3 separate regions of the Mus musculus genome follow, and regions 1 and 3 are each linked to region 2. The links are chromatin contacts, called in public HiChIP or PLAC-seq maps. All regions are on one chromosome and are shown on one strand. The core of a region is the stretch at or near the end of the contact, and the rest is flanking DNA. Distances in the headings are between cores, read along the strand shown. Region 1 has its middle 25 kb from the start of Gm29796. Region 2 holds the start of 1700010L04Rik (a long non-coding RNA gene). Region 3 overlaps Efl1 (elongation factor like GTPase 1).

What was found. HiChIP or PLAC-seq counts read pairs in DNA pulled down with a chosen protein or histone mark.
Region 1: an H3K27ac HiChIP or PLAC-seq map of embryonic stem cells shows a contact between it and region 2, with 16 read pairs. The contact joins the enhancer-like site here to the promoter of 1700010L04Rik in region 2. A contact is called at or near these places in 6 of 484 Hi-C or Micro-C datasets (Sertoli cells, brain, embryonic stem cells and 1 more) and 5 of 115 datasets of contacts at active chromatin or transcription factors (embryonic fibroblasts, embryonic stem cells and oligodendrocyte precursor cells).
Region 3: a contact with region 2 is called in an H3K27ac HiChIP or PLAC-seq map of embryonic stem cells, with 8 read pairs. The contact joins the enhancer-like site here to the promoter of 1700010L04Rik in region 2. A contact is called at or near these places in 2 of 39 promoter capture datasets (cancer-associated fibroblasts and maxillary cranial neural crest), 14 of 484 Hi-C or Micro-C datasets (the 63-12 cell line, the CH12 cell line, the HPC-7 cell line and 8 more), 4 of 115 datasets of contacts at active chromatin or transcription factors (embryonic fibroblasts and embryonic stem cells) and 1 of 9 other capture datasets (embryonic stem cells).

Annotation. Positions count from the first base shown.
Region 1 is chr7:82,783,478-82,787,390 of GRCm38.p6, forward strand. No RefSeq gene overlaps it. Among named protein-coding and RNA genes, the nearest start is that of Gm29796, 25 kb to the right of the region's middle. Within about 2 kb of position 2,639, at least 60 of the 459 cell types and tissues checked have an H3K27ac peak or open chromatin away from gene starts, as enhancers often do. A contact at or near this core is called in embryonic stem cells, muscle stem cells and oligodendrocyte precursor cells, where this site is marked.
Region 2 is chr7:82,849,496-82,852,940 of GRCm38.p6, forward strand. 1700010L04Rik (a long non-coding RNA gene) reads left to right here and starts at 2,104. Exons shown (of 5, transcript XR_378283.4): 1 at 2,104-2,762. It overlaps Gm36584 (a long non-coding RNA gene), which reads right to left. Exons shown (of 5, transcript XR_003946820.1): 3 at 2,720-3,115.
Region 3 is chr7:82,733,968-82,737,484 of GRCm38.p6, forward strand. All of the region lies in intron 15 of Efl1 (elongation factor like GTPase 1), which reads left to right. Among named protein-coding and RNA genes, the nearest start is that of 4933406J10Rik, 20 kb to the right of the region's middle. Within about 2 kb of position 1,489, at least 29 of the 459 cell types and tissues checked have an H3K27ac peak or open chromatin away from gene starts, as enhancers often do. A contact at or near this core is called in embryonic fibroblasts and embryonic stem cells, where this site is marked.

The DNA.
Region 1 (3,913 bases), core at 1,389-3,888, 65 kb before region 2:
AAGCCTAGAAAATTCACCTGTCCACTAGCTTCCCACTGCCTCTTTTGCAGCCAAATGTTCCAGAGCTTCTCGGGGAATCCTGCAGAGATACAGTACCAACCTCACCCTGCCACTTGGGTGGGTGGGGGGGCACTGCAGCACACCGCCAACCTGTTGACTTCATCCTCACCTGCACCCCAGCCTTTCACCGGTGCACTGCTGCCAAAACCTGAGATCCTGCCAGCATCTTTAAAAGTCACTGAGACACTAGAATTTCTGACTTAATGAGTTTGAGGTGTGGCTTGGATATCAAGAGAGTAAAAGCCCATAGGTGGCTGCTTTGCAATTCAGATGGACAGCCACTGTCCTACGCACATGTGCCATTAGCTCTCACAGCCACCCTGTCAGCTCCCGATTATGACCTGACCCCTCGGTGGAGGACTCTAAAGCTCCAAGAGACTGTGTATCCCCGCCCCCCCCCCCGGGGGGGGGGGGGGCGGGGGCTCTGCAGCCTGTAAGTGGTGGAGTAGATGCCTTTGTGCTACAGATAACAGAAAACCCAGGTAAGAAGTTTCAAGAAGCCTGGTGTGCTGGTGGTACATGCCTGTGATCTCAGCACTTAGGAGCCTGAGACAAGGGTCCCACAATTTGGAGGCCAAACCCAGATGCTAGAAACTAGCAGCACAACAAATCAGAAAATCCACTTGGAGAGCCTGCTCCCAGCTGATACAATGACACTACAGCCATCAGAGCCCCAGGTTCCCTCTGTCTCCTGAGGAACCTTACCCATAGTCTCTGTGATACAATGACACTACAGCCATCAGAGCCCCAGGTTCCCTCTGTCTCCTGACGAACCTTACCCATAATCTCTGTGATCGGGTTTGCTTTTTTTCTAAGATTTATTTTTAAATTATAAGTATGTGGTTGGGGTGAGTGAGCATGTACATCTAAGTGCATTTGCCTGTGCCAGCCCTATCTTGTTCAACAATATGTACTGGAGTGGAAAATGACCATACACTTTGGCCTGACAATCTGTTTAGCAATTCACAGGAGAGTCAAAGATGCCCTACCAAGGCTACACACAGTTGCCCTAAAGGAACGAATTCTAGCATCTAATGGTGGAACACTACCTCAGTCAACACAGTGAATCGCTGATATTCCTTTGAAAAACTGGAGATTTTTTTCCTTAACTGTGGTATGGTTTGGTTTGGTTTTGGTTTTTTGAGACAGGGTTTCTGTAGACCAGGTTGGCCTTGAACTCAGAAATCCACCTGCCTCTTCTCTGATATTCAGTGAAAAAGCTCTCTTAGACCATCTCAGCTTGTGTACCTAACTTTGATTCAGGGAGGGCTTATTCAAATATACTTTCCTTGGGGTGAACGGGGCATATATGGACCTTGGAGGGTGAGAAGGAGTTTTCAGAGTAAATGGAAATCATTGGTTAGAGGCTTTTTTTTTTATACGTATTTTCCTCAATTACATTTCCAATGCTATCCCAAAAGTGCCCCACACCCTCCCCCCCACACACTCCCCTACCCACCCATTCCCATTTTTTGGCCCTGGCGTTCCCCTGTACTGGGGCATATAAAGTTTGCCTGACCAATGGGCCTCTCTTTCCAGTGATGGCCGACTAGGCCATCTTTTGATACATATGCAGCTAGAGTCAAGAGCTCCGGGGTACTGGTTAGTTCATAATGTTGTTCCACTGATAGGGTTGCAGATCTCTTTAGCTCCTTGGATACTTTCTCTAGCTCCTCCATTGGTGGCCCTGTGATCCATCCAATAGTTGACTGTGAGCATCCACTTCTGTGTTTGCTAGGCCCCGGCCTAGTCTCACAAGGGACAGCTATATCATGGTCCTTGCAACAAAGGCTTGCTAGTGTATGCAAATGGTGTCATCCTTTGGAGAGTTTTAACGGTCTGGTTCTGTGAATACCTTATTTGCATGGAGAAGCATGCCAGGAATCCCAGGTACTTGCTGGGCAGGTTCTTAGAGGGAGGGTGGGGTGGGGAAGAAGAGGAAAAGAGGAAGTTGAACCTGTCTGTCCTGGCAACTCCTTCCCCAGCTAGAGGGTGTGGAGGTTCGGGCTCTCCAGACAAGGTCAGAGAAGGGGAAGCTGCTGGCAAAGGGAGTCCTCCTTTTGTGCTGTGTTCTGAGAAGCTATCTGATCTTGGTAGACTTCGACCTTAATTAGCAAGGTTTCCCCACAGTTAATACTAGAGAATTTGCATATGTATGAGGATCTAAAAAAAAAAAAAAAAAAAAACAAGCCAGACACACCACAGTGTTCTACTGAATTTGCCTGCGTCATGTACTTATATGTACATTAAGAACAAAGCTAAGACCATCTGAAGGCATCCTGAGTCCTTGAATTTATCAGCTCTGTAGGTTTCAGCAATCACTTTCTCTTTTCACATCGTTTGCTGCGAAGTTCTAATTTTTTGTACCCCAAAGTTGTATTACTTTGCATATCAGCAAAAATCATTGTAAGTTAAAATGATGAAATAGTCCTGAGCCTGTAACTGAACAGTGCTGGCTGCTTGGTAAGGACTGGTCACTGACACCTGCACATTAGAATATGACAGATAGGACACTGTTGGTGTGGTGTGCAGAGAAAAGAGGCACAGCTCAGAGCGCCTGGCCAGCAGACACAGGCCAACACAGTGCCAGCCAGCCTTCAGGCAGAGATGTCACAATGTCTGATTGATAACTCTCACAGGCAAGGAAGCCAGGCTGTTTGTGCCAACCCTGGCTTTCCAAAGGAACCCACTGTCCCTCTACAATCTCTGTGACTTAGAGCACCAGTGTACTGGCTCTGGAACACTCATGTTTTTGAGTCATGTGACTGTGTCACAGACCAAACAGCCTGGCAGGATTTCTTAGGAATTAGAGTGGGGAGCACTGGGGATAACCAGTAGCCAGCTAACTGGCAAAGGACTGGAGAGAAAACCACACACACACACACACACACACACACACACACACACACACACACACACCCCTCTGCAGTAGAGGAAAGAGCTATGACATCACTGGCCTGGGTCTTGGCACATGCTGCGGGTCTTCCAGCCTCCTCTAAGTGCATTTTGGTTCAACCTCCTGGCAACTTATCCTGATGCCCTGTAGTGCCTTTATTCCAGGTTTCCCTGAAGATTTACCCAGGGGACTCAGACCTTGTCCTCCTTATATCTGGTATAAATGAAAGCCACCTCCACCCTGTACCATATGTTAACCTAAGGGATGACTTCAGGTGCTAAAATGGGAAAATGGTGGGGTTTATTTCCTCCTGATAGCCTCTGGCCAACTTTCAGCCACCCCATATTTTCTTTAAAAAAAAAAAAAAAAACAAAATATAATGTGGAAGAAAAAGTTTCTGGTGCCAGGAGGGTAAAATAAGAACTTCAGCTCCCACCCAGAGCAGGCAGGAGCTCCTGGGAGAGACTGGAGAAACCCTATGTGCCTGGAGCATATCTGACAGCTGACATCCTGATGGGAAGGTCCCCAAGGTTTCTTTGTCTCTGCCACCCTGTTGGTTACTTTCCAGGAGTACGTACATACAAACCTTGTCCAGTTCAACTGTCACCAGACAGGGATTAGGGGCATTAAATTCAGCAGGCTACCAATGGCTCTCATACACAAATCTACACCTTTAATGATGATAGGGTACCATTATGTGCCTTATATGGTCAGCTGCCTCACATCCAGAGAAAAAGAACACGAACCAGACTAACTCCACAATGAAGTCCTAGCCCTAGCCATTCACATCACCTGAAAGAGACTCGTTCTCAGTTTTGTGTCAGATCTTCTAGATCAGAAGCAGGATATAGATGTTACCATTCTTGTGATGTGGTTGTGACCCATCCCCTGGCCTAAAAAGGAGAGGGAGAGCAAGGAGAATGCACTGGGGTCTGTCTTTCAGATCTGTCTCCCAGG
Region 2 (3,445 bases), core at 854-3,353:
TCAGCTGTGTGGTATAATCCACGTTGGGTTTCCTGCTAAGTCTGGGTTCTCAGTTGACACATCAGGAAATCTGTATCAGAGACTTACTTTCTATACTTGTGTATTTGGTGTCTAGCCTAGGGGATGTTACATGGATAACTGTTAGAGGTGTAGACTAACCTGCTATGGACCTGGGCAGATTCCCTCCAGCAAACCATCCCTGAGGCTGCCTTTACATGGTATGATCCATTGTTTAAACACTTGGGGACTCTAGCTTCCAGTTGCAGGGCAGACACTGGACTCTCATGTCATATTTACAACAAGAAGAGGATCATGAAATGACCTAGGGAACATCTAAACATGTACATGTCTTAATTTAGCCATAAAGCTGGGGATTTTTAAATCTATGTGAGCCTTTACAATACAGTAGTTATATTTTTATTTTTTATTTTTCTGAGACAGAGTCTTGCTATGCAGTCTAAGCTGGTCTCAAATTCTCTGCATTCCTGCCTCAGCCTCCCAAGTGTTGAGATTACAAGTGTGAGCTACCAGGTAGGTCCAGTTTAATGTAGTTGAGATTCTCATGTATGTATGCATGTATGCATGTATGCATGTATGTATGTATGTATCTATCTATCTTTCATACATATGTACACACACACACACACACACACACACACACACACACACACACACATACACATTACATGAAAGAGAATTCACAAAGCTTTGACCTTATGGACAGTGTTGGAACTAGACAGTAGATTTTATAGAATTCTGTCAAGGTTGAGTTTACCAAAGTTAATCCATGGAACATGGTTTTGTAAGAGAATACCTCATTCTTAGATACCAAGAGTTCCAAGTTCAAGGGTCATGGTGTGTACCTGGTTCACAGGTATTTCAGGAATTGTGTGTGTGTGTGTGTGTGTGTGTGTGTCTGAGAGAGAGAGAGAGAGAGAGAGAGAGAGAGAGAGAGAGAGAGAGAGAATACATGAGGAGAAGAGCATCAAAGGTGAAGCAGAAAGATACCAATGACAAAGACAGTGGGAGAAATGTGTGACACTAACAACTCTAGCAACAGCGTAAGAATCTGAATGGATGAGGGTTCTTTGTATTATTCTTAGTTTTACAAATTTTCTGAAAGTTTGAATTAAGTCCCAGTTGAAAGTTAAAAGAGCAAAACAACAGAACAAACGAAACAAAACAAACAACCCAAAACCCCTAAAACTTCAGCGTGAACAAAATCATTGACGAGCAGAGGTATAACGGCCTGGAGGCCGTGGAGCCTGGAGGCTGTAGGAGCCTGCAGTTGGACCAACACAGCCTCTGTTCTGGACCTATTCATGAGTCTTGAATGTGCCCACAGTTCAGCTGGCCCAGTTCTACCAGAGGCAGAGCGTTTCCCTGCAGATGTGATGCTAGGCGCACAGGCATGTCTGTGCTTCCAGAAGTCCCCATCACATTCTGGGCCAGAGACACAGATGGTGGCTGGATTCCAGCCACAGATGTAGCTCCCTCCAGAACAGTGAGGCCTACAACTGGAGCATGCTGCTGCTGGGTCACAGGCCTGAGGGCACAGTAGCATCTGTGTGACTGCAGACTTATTCTCTGTGAGAGGAACAGTTAAGGCTATCCATGGCCTCGCATCTGCTGGTCCCATTCACTATGACAAGGCTGTGCAGTCAGCTTCTCACCCTCTCACCCCCATGCCTGAGGTCAGCATGAAAGTGTTAGCCACTAACCCCTGGACTGTCCTTCTGCATACAATTCCCCCACAAACATCTTCAGAACATCTCTGTGAGATTACTTCCTTTATACCAGGATCTTGGGTAGCTATTTCTTCCTAGTGGCTACACTCCTTAGAGATGCTAAACACACGACAAAGTTATGAGAGTTCTTAAGAACATTACAAGACTCGAGACCCAGCCCCCATGAAGCCCATCCCAAAGGTTGCACAAGCCGTCACGGTTACTGGAGAGAGGAGACTCTCTCATGGAATTGCCTGCAAGTTGTGCAGAGAGTGTCAGAGATATTGCTTTTATGAGGTCATCCATGCTGGGATGGGTTTTCAGTGACATAGCTGCCTGAGTCACCTGTGTTCTTATAAGTAACCCCAATAAAATCATTGGTTCACTTTAGCCTATTATTGGTTGTGCTCTACCTGGGCATTTGCTCACATCTCCAACAGGCCCAGGTAGAGAGTTTATATGTAACTTACTATTGTGTTCCAAGGCTAGCTGCATTGAGTGCAGTATAAAAGAGCCTCACATTTCACAAAAGTGGAAACTAAGACACAAAGGTTAAAGAGCTCCCAAAATAACACAGAGAAAGAGAAGTGGAGGTTTCTCAGTTGGCAGGGGAAGGAAGTGGGTGAGTCTGGATCAGGTTAAGGAAAAGGAGTGGACAGAGCCCCAAGATCCTGGTGAGAGATGAAGGAAGTGTGTGTGCATACGCGTAGCGCAGAGGGAGATACATGTCAGGGCAAGCATCATTTCCACCAGTCTTAACCCCATAAAAACTATCAAGTGAAAATAATTTAAAACAAGGACACTCAGGATGGAGTCCCATGTGTGAGCAGTGTGATGTCACTCGAGATGGAGTTCCACTCGTGAGTAGTGTGATATACTGGTGCAAGTTGAGGTCCTCATAATTGGTGTTCGAGTCCTTTCTGGGGGAGCTTGGAGCCTACCGACATTTTAGAAGAATGAAATCACTTGAAACAAGTCCCCTTCAGACTTACCTTCCTGATTCTACAAATGAGTACATGGAGATACCCCTGGAAGGTACTGTGCATCTGGCATAGCAACGGAGTCTGTGAGCTTCAAAAGATTCATGATAGCCAGTAAATGAAAAGGAAGAGGAGGAGGCTGTGGGGGAGGGGGAAGGGAAGCGGGGAGGGGGGGTGAGAGATGGGGTCAGTTCTGGAACATTTCAGGGGCCTTTCATTTCCATCCCACTCTGCCTTAACCTTGACCAAGATGTTAGTACTCATGCCTTGCTTGAAGACATTTGACTTAGTTTTTAAAGAAATCACAAGCTTTTAAGATTTAAAGAAAAATGGTTGGAGATGGTGGTCCTGGATGCTCCCTCAGCCTTTTCCCGGTTCTGATTCTGATGTGTAAAGCTTCCCCAAATCCTGCAAAGAAAGATAAAAGCCTGTATTCAGTGTGTGGGGGTGACTAAAGGAACTGCACCCCAGGAAGCTAAGCAGGCAGGGTGGGGCTGAGGACGATGGGGCTGTAGAGTAGACACCATGTTCCTGAGTGAGGCTAGTTCTTTTCACAGCCCATAGCATAGCCTCAGCTCAACAACTGATCTGCAGCAGGAACCTCTAGCGAAGGGAGGGCACTCAGCCCAGGGCAGGCCAGTTCCCAGTTCCTCCTGTTAAAGGTAGGAATGGGAAGCGTGTGTGTGTGTGTGTGTGTGTGTGTGTGTGTGTGTGTCCGTGTTAGTGTGTAGTGGGAAA
Region 3 (3,517 bases), core at 239-2,738, 120 kb before region 2:
AAGGTTTAACATTTACAGTATTTAAGTGGTGAACAATCTCGGGAACACCCACACATTCATCTGTGTTTCACTGATTTGGAAGTTTTCCTGTCATTGTATCCTCTCCTCTTACAATATTGAGTGGTCACCTAAGGAGCCCTTGTGTCTGTCCCCTCCTCGGGAACCTACTCCAGCGGGAGTCACTCTGTCGAGGCTGCTGTGTGTTTTTCACTTACCATGCTTTGAAAGGTGCTTGCAGCCTGATCACAGCCTCAGTCGGTGTCTGTAAACAGAAGCCTTGTGTAGATACCTCTATACTGGATTGTTACCTTTGAATGGTAGCATCGTATTGTTTGTAACTTGTGTGTTTTCTTATGCTGTTTCATGTTGCTTTAGCTTGGTGGACTTGAGGGAAGTTAGTTTGGTTTCTGAGATAAGAGTCTCACTCTGTAGCCTAGGCTCTTCTATCTATAGTTCATGATCCTCTTTCTGTCTCTAGCTGTGCAGTATTGGTATTATAGGTGGCTGCCGCTATGCTCACCTGCAAGGATTCCCCCCACCCCACGTTGATTCCATTGTTTGAATTTATCATAATGTACTTTTTCTGGTCTTCTGTTCATAGTTATTGAAAGTGGCTTTCAAGTTGTTGGGTGTTTTTTTTTTGTGGGGGGGGGGGGGAGGGGGGGCAGAGGTTGTTGTTGTTTTCACCAGCATGAGGGCTACAGTTTAAGACCTGGCATATGTTAAACAAACACTCTGCCCAAACTAGATCCGTGTTCCTTTTGCTTAAGTATTTAGACCCAGGATATTTTAGTCACTATTCTATTGCTGTGAAGAGACACCATGACCAAGGCAGCTCTTATAAAAGAAAGCATTTGGGGCTTGCTTACAGTTTCAGATGCTAAGTTCATCTCATCCTGGTGAGGAACAGAAAGCAGCAGGCAGCTGTGGTTCTGAGAGCTACATCCTCATCCACAGAGAGGAGGGAGTGAGGGAGAGACAGAGAAAGAGACAGAGCTGGATAGACAGGCAAGCAGGCAGGCAGGCAGGCAGACTGAGCCAGAGCCTGGCTTGGGCTTTTGAAAGCTCAAAGCCCAACCCCCAGTGACACACTTCCTACTACTAGGCCATACTTCCTAATCCTTCCCAAAGAGCACCACTCCCTGGCGACCAAGCATTCAAATAATATGAGTCATTCTTATTCAAAAAGCTCAAAGTCTCTTCTGAGACTCACAGCAATCAAAATAAAAAAGCAGATCACATCCTTCTAACACTGGTATAGAATATACATTAGCATTCCAAAAGGAGCATAGTGAGGAAATAGCGAACTAAAGCAAGACTGAGACTCTGCTGGGAGAACTCCAAACTCTGTATCTCTGTGTCTGATGTCAAAGCTTCTTTACTATCTCCAGCTCCCTTTTGCTTTGTTGGCTGCTTCATGCTTCTCTCTCTTGAGCTGGTTCCACACCCAGTTAGCAGCTGTCCTTAGCATGTACCCCCTGACTCTGGCATCCTCAATATATTCAAGTTTCTAAGGCAAGCTGTGCTTCTCTTTCATAGCTTTATGCAGTGGCGGCTCTTGGCCTCCATGCAGAAACACCCTGAATTCAGGCCTACCCACTCAGTGACTTTCCTTGTTTTCTTAGCAGTGGAGGAAGATTCTGCAAGCCCTTTCTGTATCCCTGACTCTAAAGCCAGAACCATGTGGCCAATGCTACCAAGTTCTGCTGCGTGATGGGGCTGGAACTTGACCCCTTCTTTCAGTTATATTTATGTCAGCTTTCTGTTATTGATGGTCTCCTTAGATGCTTAAGCTTTTCTTTAATTCTTTTCCTCAAGTTGGAAGCTGAGCTGGGTGGGGTCCTGCCCTGAGATCACCACTCCCTTTATTCCACTTAGCATCAGACTTTATTGAACTTTTCAGTTCTGTGAGCACTGGGCTTAGCTTCATTACACTTCCTGGCACTTCTTTATTCCTCAAACTGTATGTTTTGTATTCTTTTTTTGTTCAGCTTCCTTCATTTTATTATAGATCTGCATAAGAGTGATTACTAATAACTGTATGACAGAGTCAGTACTGGACTCTCTTGAAATCTCCTCTGCCAGTGTCATTAACCCAAAACTCTTCAATGTAGCCTCAAGCAGATTTTTAGAACAAGGGCATAAAGCAACCAGTAATCTTTGCTAAAATATCACAAGAATGATCTCTAAGCCACTTACTAATATTCCTTCCCCATGAAATTTCTTCTGTTGAGTCTCCATAGTTCGAATGACCCCATTATAGTCTACCATGCTTGTGTTAGGATAGCCCATTAAGCACGATAAAGTGACTAATGGCTTTTCTAGTCCAAAGTGCCAAAGTCTTCTATATTCTTCCAACAGGCATCATGGTCAGGCCTGTCACAGCAATACCCTGCTCCCTGATACCAGCTTCTGTCCTAGTCACTGCCATTGCTGTGAAGAGATACCATGACCAAGGCAACACTGAAAAGAAAGCATTTGATTGGAGGCTGGCTTACAGTTTCAGAAGCTATGTCCACCTCATCATGGCAGAGAGCAGGTAGCAGGCAGGCAGAGAGAGAGAGAGACCCCATCCTGAGCCATAAGCAGAGGAGGAGGGTCAGGCCGCCACCTTCCATCCCTCTTGCTTTCAGCCTTTTGAAATGTTACAGCAAGCACCTTTGAACATGTGGGTGTTTCCTAGGGCATTGAGTTTTAACCCTATCAACCCAAACCTGGCTTTAATAGCTAATCTGACACCACCTTTCTTCCTAGAAATGAAATTCAAAGATAAAATAATCGGCCTCACTACATAATTTCAGCACAGTATAATAATTTAGCTATCAGGCCAACAAAAGGGAAGTTGTCTGTAATAAAGCACAGCGCCCTTTGGAATGTAAAGATTCTCTGTGACCGTATCCGATTAACTCAATTACTTACACACGTGGTGTTTACAGCACGGTTACAGATGCAGTTTTGTAGACTGTGTGGAACTGGCCGCTGCCCTAAGTGGTTGTTGGTAAAATGGTGGATATCTTGCTTTTGCAACAGATCCATTCTCCCTCTGGTTTATGTCGTGATTCCAGTCTTAAAATTCTAATGTGTGTTTAACTGCAAAAGGAAAGAAGGCAACAACCTTTGCTATTAAAATGGAATTAGATTTAAGCCCAGATCCCCACTGGCTACACAATGTTATTAGACGCGTTCTCACGACCGGCCAGGAAGAACACCACAGACCAGAATCTTCTGCGGCAAAGCTTTATTTCTTACATCTTCAGGAGCCAGGGTGCAGGAAGCAAGAGAGCAAGAAGCAAGAGAGAGAGAAAACGAAACCCCGTCCCTCTTAAGGAGCATTCTCCTTCGCCTCGGACGTGTCACTCCCTGATTGGCTGCAGCCCATCGGCCGAGTTGACGTCACGGGGAAGGCAGAGCACAAGTAGTCATAAGATACCCTTGGCACATGCGCAGATTATTTGTTTACCACTTAGAACACAGGATGTCAGCGCCATCTTGTAACGGCGAATGTGGGGGCGGCTCC